Linked DNA regions of Mus musculus: region 2 is linked to region 1. A link is a contact called in public promoter capture Hi-C data. All regions are on one chromosome and are shown on one strand. Each heading gives the region's core, a stretch centred on a gene start, on an enhancer-like site or on the middle of the called end of the contact. The rest is flanking DNA. Distances are from core to core; before and after follow the strand shown.

Region 1 (4,786 bases), core at 1,152-3,651:
ATGCGTATTTGTATGGATTTGGTGTGGTGTGTGTGTTTGTAGTGTATGTGTATGTATTTGTCATGTGTGTATATGTGTGGTGTATGTGTATGTATTTGGTGTGTGTGGTGTATGTATTTAGTGTATGGTATGTGTGTGTGGTGTATGTATTTGGTGTGTGTGATGTAACAGTGGAGCCCAGAGCCCCACACTCTACCATTCAGCTATGCCTCATCCCTACTTCTCTTCTAGAATTCATAAATTCAAATCTTTCCTCTGCCAGATTTGATTTCATGGATGGTTTTATGGGCACTTCTATTTTCTGAGGACAAGTTGTCCTCAGCTTAATCTGCAAAGGCAACTTTGCCTTAGGCAACTGTCTGATAGCTACCACAGTTGGAAGCAGATCACTTCTTAACCTGGGACTTGCAGGAGTTGAGCAGGCACGGAGACTCTTCTCTGGGACGCTGCTCAGAAAACTCATGGTTTCCAGAACCGACATGCTGCTTAAATGTGCAGCCTGTGTCGGCAATCTGAGTCAGCGGCTCTTTCTGTTCGTTCTTAGGTAAGTACACCAGTTGTTTCCAGGAGGCAACCCCCCCGCCCCCCTTCTTTCTGTAAGCTTTCTTCCTACTACACAGAAAAACCCCTGCCCTGGATTTCTGTTTTGCTGCCTCGGGACTTTTTCTTTTCTGTCGGGTACTAAGTTCTGGTTCTGCCCATTTTGCTCCCCTGCCTGGAGATCACTGATTGACTAGCTAATGGCCGCCCTTGGCTCCTTCAGATCTGGAGGGAGAGACCAGGTGGCGTTTTCACCTTTACTTTGAAGTCTTATAATCACTTCAGTGTGGCACGTACTGAGTGGAAAATGGATGTGGGCTGTCAAGGCTTCGGGTTAATTGGTTCCACCTCCCTTCTCACAGGGACAGAGTCCTCTGCTCATCTACAGTGGAGTGAGTCCCTGAACCCCAGCTTCAACTCCCAGGGGAGTGGCCTCCAGACAAAAGGCTTTACTACATTACCGCCAGGGCACCCACTGCCCGCCTCCACGTCCTGCCCTGCCGAATGGCACATAAATGAAATCTCAGAAGAAAACTTTTAACTCAATTAATTTTTACTAATAACTAGGAGTGGCAGAAATACAATTCCTCCTTCTCATGGCCGGTCAAAGATGAAATTTGATTATGCTTTGAAGGGTGCGGTTTGAAATTTTTCCCTCAGTGTTGACCTACCTTAAGTGTTCTCTCTAGCCAAGGGGAGGCGTACTCCTCTGCATATATAGAGGCTGCGCTGCTCTGAAAAGCCAAACCAGTCCTGCACCATGGGGAAGAAGCAGCCAAGGGCGGCAGCAGCTGCTCCCAACTGTGAGCTAAGTAAGTGGCCACAGCCCAGGGACGCTGGCCAGCCGAGGAGCACACCTGGACGCTGACACAAACAGATCTCGCCCCTTTCTTTTCTAGATGCAGCGGAAGGTCCCAGAAGAAAGGTTCTGGGCTCGAAGGCATTTAAGAAGCCTTTCTCCAACGCCACGGATGAGCTGGAGAGGCGGCCAAGATTAATTTGTAGTTTCTCTTCTTTCAGGTGACGATTCTGTATGAAGAGCAGCAGCCCCAGCCAGGGGCCTTTCTGTTTGCTTTTGCTGTCATTTTTTTTTTTTTTTTAAAGTTTCCATCTTTAGGGTTTACCCTTTCTTCCTATCTCCGTTCTTACCAAATAATGAACATTTCTCCCGGCAGTTTCTATATGAAGAAAACAGGGCTGTCATCTATACTGTTGTAGGGGAAATCGAGAAGTCCTTTTCGGTGGCAACTTGGGGCGGGGGGTTGTCAGGTCATAAAACTGCGAAGAGGTGAGGCTGAGGCCGGGGATGGAGTGGGACTGTTTTGGGGGCAGGCAGGATAAAATGTGTGGAGAAGAGACAGAGCCAGGTGGGATCACTGTGAGTCTTGGGAGTAGGACGACGGGTGCAGCCGAACTGGCTCCACTGGTCGAAGTTTCTCGGTTCCTCCCAGGCGTGGGGTGTTCTTGGCGCGTCAGTGGGCACCGAGCAGTGGCTCAAGAAGCTAATAGGGACTGCCATGGCGCCTTAGGATCGAGTGTAGCTGTTTCTCGGAGTTATCATCTCTTAGGAGGAAAAAGGCGTGTAGCTGCCTAAAAGGAAGTGGCGGGAACTATGACAAAAATGTATATGTCCCGAGCATTCCGGGGATGGGAGTTGCCAATATAAGAACGCCGAAGGTTTGAACTGCGAGGACCGTGGCGCGCCCGGCGGAATCACGCCTCCGGATCAGCCCCGCCCCCGCTCAGGCCCCGCCCCCAGGCAGCTCGGATGGGCGGAGCCTCCGTTCCCGGTCCGCCGGCCACGCAATCCCGCAGCTGCAGGAGTCCAGCCAATCAGGAGAGGGGGGCTCCCGCCCGGCCGGCCAATCACGGGAGGGCAGGAGGTTGACTGGGTCGCCGCTGGCTCCTGGGATATGGAGTCGCCGGCGCGGCGTGTGTGGAGGTGGCGGAGCCGGTAAGCCGGGGTGCTGGCAGGGTCAGGGGTTACGGCGGCCCGCTGTGCGCGGGCGTGCGAGGGGGCTCGGACGGCGACCTACGGGGCTGGAGCAGCCTGCGGGGAGGGCGCAGCGGCGAGCCCGGGGAGGGAACCCGGTATCCCGAGGAGACCGGGAGGGCTCCCGGCTCAGCATAGGCGCCGACGATCACGGGCCTCGGCTCTTCACCGCCACCCGGGACACCGGACCACCCTTCCGCGGCCGGCCGGCCGGGGGGTGCGACCGCAGTGCCCTCCCGGAGCCCCGGGTGCCCTGCAGCGCAGCGCCCTGTCAGCCCAGCGGCTGCGGGAGCTGCGCGGTCTGCCCGAAGGCCTCAGGCCTCGCGGTTGAGTGCTGCTCGGTTGTCCGGCTGTGTGTGCAGCCTGGGACCCTGCGCCTTCCAAGGCCTCGTTCAGGGACACTTGCACGCGATGGATACTCCCCTTCTCAGCGGCGTCCTAGGCCGGGTAGTTTGCAAACTCATTTGTTTGATATTCCACCTTTGGATTCTTTGTCCGTTTCTTGGATACATCATATTTGGAAGGGCATCCTCAGAAGTAGAGTTTCCGCTGTATAAAATGGAGACACTCGGTTATCCCTTGGTTTTCAACGGTGTGATTTAAGGCAGCAAAAGCAAAATATGGGAGAAGAGCTGGTGAGGGCCGGTGGGCATCCGAGAGCTTCCATGTGACCCGTGGGGAAACCACGGGAAACTGTCCACGTTGTCCACCGTGGCATTCTCCACCCTGACCAAGTCTCCTTACTTCTTGGCTGTGTTAACTTTTGGTTCAGGCTCCTTAAGCTTTCCTGCGGTCCACACTTAAAGGTGGGGTGGGGGGATGGGGTGGTGGTGGTGGTGGTGGTGAAGGTTGGGTCTGTCAGGGCTGTTGGTGTTGTTAGTTAATACAGGTAAAGTGCTTAGGGCAGTCTCCTGCTGACCGGTATTTTTTTTTTTTAAATTACTGCTTGCTTGTGCCTGCTGTTTCCTTAAAGACTTTAACCTTCTCAGTAGTCTTTGCCCTGAGTCCCCTGGGCTATTGCCAAAGGTCCTCCAGGCAAGGCTTTCTAGCCATACTGTTAGTCTGCAAGTGCATCTAATTACAGGTGAAGAGATGCAAGGTGCTGACAGTACCTTCTTACTCTTTGTCTTTTTGAGACTAGATCTGGCTACCTCTCGTTAACTGGCCTTGAACTTGCAGTGTAGACCAAATTGTCCTCTAGCTTACAGTGATCCTCCTGCCTCTGCTGAGATCACAGACTTTTACCACTCAAACTTGGCTTCTGCTGAGTTTATTGAATGGGGTGGTTAAGTAACGTTTTAGGCTGTTTCCTGCAGTAGCTCTGCTGGTAAATGTAACATTGAGATTTCACTGGTGTTTTTTGTTAGCTATTTTACTCAGTCTTGCTTGGGCTGAGTTTATTTTGGACACAGACCTAAAAGGCAGATGACTGCAGCACACATGCTCTCTCGTGTTCCGGGAAGGTCTGTGGGACTCAGAAGGGGAATTCCTGAACATCGTGTCAGCTCCTCCCATTGAGGAATAGGGAAGCTGGATGTGAATCTCGGAGAGGAGAGATTCTACTCTCGGGAAAGCAGAAGCTGCATCATCAATCAGCAGGGCTAGTGAGCAGCTATGGTTCAGTTGTGACTCAGTGAGTGACTAGAGAGAATTCCTTCCACAAAGTAGGATCTTTTTCTGTTTGATTTTGAAGCCAAGAGCTTGTGGGGCGGGGGTGGTGCTGTTTATCAGATGGCTTCATTTCTGCTACAGCAAGCACCTGTATGTGAGCCTCACCATCAATTCCGTTCCAGTGGTTGGAGATGCCAGGAGTAGGAGCAGCTGTTGCTCATTGCTCAGCAACATTGTTAGGGACTGAATAGGAAACTGGAAAGTGGCTGGTCAGAGGCATCAAGCCCCTGCCCATGTGTGGCGCTGCAGGTGGCCTAAGTTTTCTTGCTTCTCTTTGTATTACAACAGTTTAATACTTCTTTAGGTTGAAATGTATTAAAATTGATATGTAATGATAAGGCTACAAGTTAATTATTAAAATTTTATTAGGTTCCAAAGAGCAGAAGGAAGCATCTATGGCTGGAAATCTTTTATTCTATGTTGGTCTGACTTGACGCATACGTTTTCTTTTAAGAAAAGCAGGTAAATTTCTAAGGTCCCTGCTAGGACAAATGGGTTGAATGTGATCTAAGGAAAGATGTCCTTCAGATTTTTCTGGAGAAAAACACTGTTAAAGGTGGGCAAAGCATCTTTGGGTGGGAG
Region 2 (4,786 bases), core at 678-3,177, 2.8 Mb before region 1:
ACAATCTAACCAAAAATTAACGCACCTCTCTGACTGGATGAAGCACTAGCCATCTCTTGCTTCGACAGAGCCTTTCTTACTTCACAGTTGTGGCCATTCACAGTATGGTATTTCTGAACTAAGAGAAAAAGGTAGATTCAGGACTGTAAAAAAAAAAAACACAAGAGGACTCCAGAGTCATTAAGGAACACGTAGTCCTCTGATACTTACTAACAATCTTATCCACAGAGTCATGGTCATCAAAGGTAACAAAAGCAAAGCCCCTCTTTTTCCCACTGCCTCTGTCAGTCATAATTTCTATCACTTCAATCTTCCCATACTGCTCAAAATAATCTCGTAGGTGATGTTCTTCAGTGTCTTCTTTAATACCACCAACAAAGATCTTTTTCACAGTTAAGTGGGCACCTGGTCGCTGAGAATCCTAAAAAGGAAAAATGACTTCAGTTATTTAGTAGTAGCAGTTTCTAAATGACTGGGAAGGTGTGGTGGCCCACCCCCCCCTTTTTTTCAGAGACAGGGTTTCTCTATATATCCCTGGCTGTCCTGGAACTCACTCTGTAGACCAGGCTAGCCTCGAACTCAGAAATATACCTGCCTCTGCCTCCGGAGTGCTGGGATTAAAGGCGTGTGCCACCACCTCCAGGCCCTCGCCTTTAATACCACTTGGGGGGGATCTCCCAATTGAGGACTGCCCCAATCATAGTCTCAGGTTAAAGAGAAAAACCACTCACTTCTCTTGAGACAGCTCTCTTAGGTTCCACAACTCTTCCATCCACCTTGTGTGGTCTTGCATTCATGGCAGCATCCACTTCTTCCACAGTGGCATATGTGACAAACCCAAAGCCCCTGGATCTCTTGGTGTTTGGATCTCTCATTACCTGTTTAGAGTTAATTCAATCAATACACTGCCTGATCTCAGAATCAAAAGCCATTCCTAGTCTGATCAAGGCAAACATGAAACTTCAGAGTGGGGGGGTGGAAATGTAAGCTTCTTACAGATCTGAAGAAAGCCCCAGATTTTTTTTTACCATCCCATTAGTTAACTTCACAAAACAATTTAGCTAAGAAGCAGCAGATTAAATCGGAAGAAATAAGCCAGCTCTTCCTTTTGTTTCTTTTAATCTTACCACACAGTCTGTTAGTGTTCCCCATTGCTCAAAATGGCTCCTCAGACTCTCGTCGGTTGTTTCGAAGCTCAGCCCTCCGATGAAGAGCTTCCGCAGCTGTTCTGGCTCCTTGGGAGACTAAAGTGGAGGAGGGAGTGTTTAGCGGAGGGGCTGGAACCTGGGAAAATGAATCAACACCCCGCAACAACACATGCTACACTTTTTTATTGTTCTTTATTACTGCACGAGACCACGTGCTCCTTCCTAGGCTAGGAGGTGCTGCTGGGGATTCACTCGAGTTGCACGCAGCGCATGCGTCCTTACTTTTACTTCATACGCACGCGCAACAAAGGGCACAGGTTAGTCGGGTCCATCCCCATTAAGACTTAATATCTCTTTAACAAGCGATTGTTAGACCAGAATGGGGGAGGGGAAGAAAAGGCCACACTCCCCAGATCATTAGTCTGTGAAGTTTGCCACAAGGAACAGTGCATGGACGTTAATGGCGGTCGGATCGCAGCCTCATGGTGACTATGAGGACAAAATGGCGACCTGCATTTTTTTAAAGTAGGCCTCAGCACTAATCGATAAAACACCGAAACCACGGGTGCGAGCAGCAAAACACGTCACATCCCGCTATATTCAGTAAGTGTGGAAGAAAGAGAAGCTGCAAAGCGCATCCAACTTACCTCGGACTTAGACATGACGGTAGAGTTACGAGAGCCTTCAGCGATGCTTCCTCGGCAGCGTCAAAGAGCAGAAAGGAATACGATAACGAACGTGCCCGCCAGCCTACCTTCTGCTCGCCCTTTTATCCCGCCTCCTCGCTCTCGGTATTGGTAGACTCCGCCCTTACTTGAGTCTTATTGGAGATTTGAAATTATTCCCTCCCACCATTGGCCCGTGAAGACGCCCTGCTAAGAAACGGCATCCGTTTGGGCGTTCTATTCAGACTCCGCCCCTTTGAGTCACTGATGCCCCAAGGGATCTTATCCTTAATCGCATTGATTGGCTAACTAGCCAGTCACTTATATTTGAATGTATTCACGTCTTTTAAATGCCTTTCATAACTTTCCCACACCCGAACATTACAAACTCACTCGTCAAAGGACCGCACGCTACAAAGTAGCTCACCGCGACTTTTCCCAGCCACTCCCTATAAGGCGCATGTGTAATAAAAATGGCGAGTTCACGCCGGCGCACTACGATGTTCCGCCTGCTGCCTGGAACACGTGAAATGGCGGGCGGGAGAGGGTTGTGAACCTAGGCGCCTGCGTAGTGGCGGGACCAGCGTCCAGTTTTGCGCAGGCGTTTTGGGCGGAGAAAAGGTCCAAGCCCAGGATTGGTTGCGCAGGCGCAGGGAAGGATCCGTTTTGGCGGGCGGTTGGCATTGCGCAGAAGGCGGCGGTAGCGGTGGCTTGTGGTGCCGCTTTACCACAGAGGAACCGTGCAGGCCTTAGCGTGAGTGATCACTTTAGATCTTGGGTAAGTGGCAGAGTCTCGTCTACCCGTACGAGATCTTGAACCCGCTCCCATTGCACCGGTTATTGTACGAAATGAATGGACCGCTGAACTGGTGGGGGGGGGGGTGGACGACGACAGTGAAGGGGCCGCGACGGGTCGGGCCAGCCAATAGGACAACTGGGGCGGGATGTTTTATCCTTGCAGGTTCTGTGAAGCTGCCTTGCCGAAGCATTTGACTGGCGAGCCTATAGGCCAATTGGGTTTTCCTATAGCTGCCTACCGATCGGTCCTTGGGCCATCGGAATGTGGGAGGCGGGTTTTTCTCGCCTGAGTTGCGTCTCTCCGAGCCAATGAGCCCCAAGCGCGCGATTGGCCGGCCTTCCCCAAGAGGCAGAGGCTGGACTCCTGTGGGGAGCGCGGGAGTTGGCTGGTTAAATTCTTAGAGCAAGCCAGGAGTCACTAGAAAGACAGGATTCCCCCCTCCCCCCCCCAATAAAGCTTACTCTTGCATTTGTGGGGGCGAGTATTTTAACTTAAAATGACTCCTATAACTAAGGCATTCATTCTGTATATTACCTTAGGGAAAACATATGTTTTCTTGTGGCCCTTGAGTTAATCATTTTTCTTGTAGTTTTTGGTACGTTCCTCCCTTCACTTGAGACTTTGGAGAACGTGCCTTTAGTCTTTGAAAACTTTTAAGAGAAGAATATTGAAATTTTGAATGAGATGACTTAGGTAAAGTACTTGCAATGAAAAGCATCCAAGAAAAATAGACTTAACCACTAGCACCCATTTCCAGGGACACTGTATTTGTATTTCTATCTCTATGAAAGTTTTTGAGAGTTACATGTCAAAAGTCAAAACGTGTTGCTTCTATGGAAACAGTGGGGCCAAGGCCTGTATGTTTGAGGGATAATTGTCATTGATGAAATAATGAAAACCTTAATAAAAATAGACACATTTGGTTTTTTGTTTGTTTGTTTTGTGTCATCATGTACTTGTCACCACCATTCATGTTCCCAATTCTTTTATCTGAATCTCTTCTCCGAAGAACATTTTTCTCCCCTAACATTCAAGATACTCTAAGCTCCTATTTCTGCTGTTCATTTGAGGATGTCTGGTGTGGGGTGAAAAAGCTGATTCATTTAGGAGGTATTTAGGGTGTTGGGGACAGAAGACTCCACCATATCTTGAGTTGTTATTCATTGTTTTGATTCCATATATTTTTGTATTTTCTCTGCAATTTTGTTGGTGTTGATAATACCCACACTTCTCAGAGTATCTAGACAAATGTATAATTTCCATTTATTATCTGTGTCTGTTGATTTATTTATAGTCTTTGAGGTAGAGGTACCTCATTGTGATAAGAAAATTCCAGCCTGGCGTTAGTGGTCATTGCCTTTAATCCTAGCAGGAAGATGGATATCTGTTTGAGGCCAGCCTCCTGGTCCATGTAGTGAGTTACTTGACAGCCAAAGCATAATCAGACCCTGTCTCAAAAACGAAGAAAAGAAAGAAAAGAAGATAGTTTCATACTTTTTACAAAAGACTGATGATGCCGGGTGGTGGTGGTGCACGTCTTTGATCCCAGCACTCGGGAGGCAGAGGCAGGCGGATTTCTGAGTTTGAGGCCAGCCTGGTCTACAAAGTGAGTTCCAGGACAGCCAGGGCTACACAGAGAAACCCTGTCTCGGGGGGTGGGGGGGGGGGGACGGACGGACTGATGATTTCAATTTAGTTTTCTGTTTTATGTCTCAGGCTGGCCTCACATGAAGAGATCTACCTGTTGGTGCTATCATGCTTGACAGGTTTTTTTTTTTGTTGTTGTTGTTTTTTTTTTTTTTTTTTGGGTTTTTCGAGACAGGGTTTCTAAGTATAGCTCTGGCTGTCCTGGAACTCACTTTGTAGACCAGGCTGGCCTCGAACTCAGAAATCCACCTGCCTCTGCCTCCCAAGTGCTGGGACTAAAGGCGTGTACCACCACCGCCTGGCGCTTGACAGGTTTTAGTGATGTTTCTAATGAATAGAGATTTCCATAGTCACTGGCACTTTAAAAAGGACAAACATATTATACAACCATTAGCTGCTTATTTACACTAACAGTGCAACTTCAGTACTGAGCTCTAAAGTGATAGTGGACTCACGGCATCTACCTAGATATGGTTCAGAATATTTTTTTTTCCTTCCAGACATGGTTTCTCTGTGTAGCCCTCATT

The links. Promoter capture Hi-C pulls out the DNA fragments that hold promoters and counts their contacts.
Region 2: a contact with region 1 is called in a promoter capture Hi-C map of fetal liver, with 4 times the contacts expected there. The contact joins the promoter of Hnrnpa1 here to the promoter of Slc11a2 in region 1. A contact is called at or near these places in 2 of 39 promoter capture datasets (erythroid cells and fetal liver).

The regions. Positions count from the first base shown.
Region 1 is chr15:100,420,670-100,425,455 of GRCm38.p6, reverse strand. It overlaps Slc11a2 (solute carrier family 11 (proton-coupled divalent metal ion transporters), member 2), which reads left to right and starts at 2,401. Exons shown (of 17, transcript NM_008732.2): 1 at 2,401-2,494. Gm5475 (predicted gene 5475) reads right to left here and starts at 2,263. Exons shown (of 3, transcript NR_040351.1): 1 at 1,212-2,263.
Region 2 is chr15:103,237,538-103,242,323 of GRCm38.p6, reverse strand. It overlaps Hnrnpa1 (heterogeneous nuclear ribonucleoprotein A1), which reads right to left and starts at 1,927. Exons shown (of 11, transcript NM_001039129.4): 1 at 1,796-1,927; 2 at 1,128-1,244; 3 at 732-878; 4 at 211-421; 5 at 26-118. The coding sequence starts at 1,810. It overlaps Cbx5 (chromobox 5), which reads left to right and starts at 2,472. Exons shown (of 5, transcript NM_001076789.2): 1 at 2,472-2,591.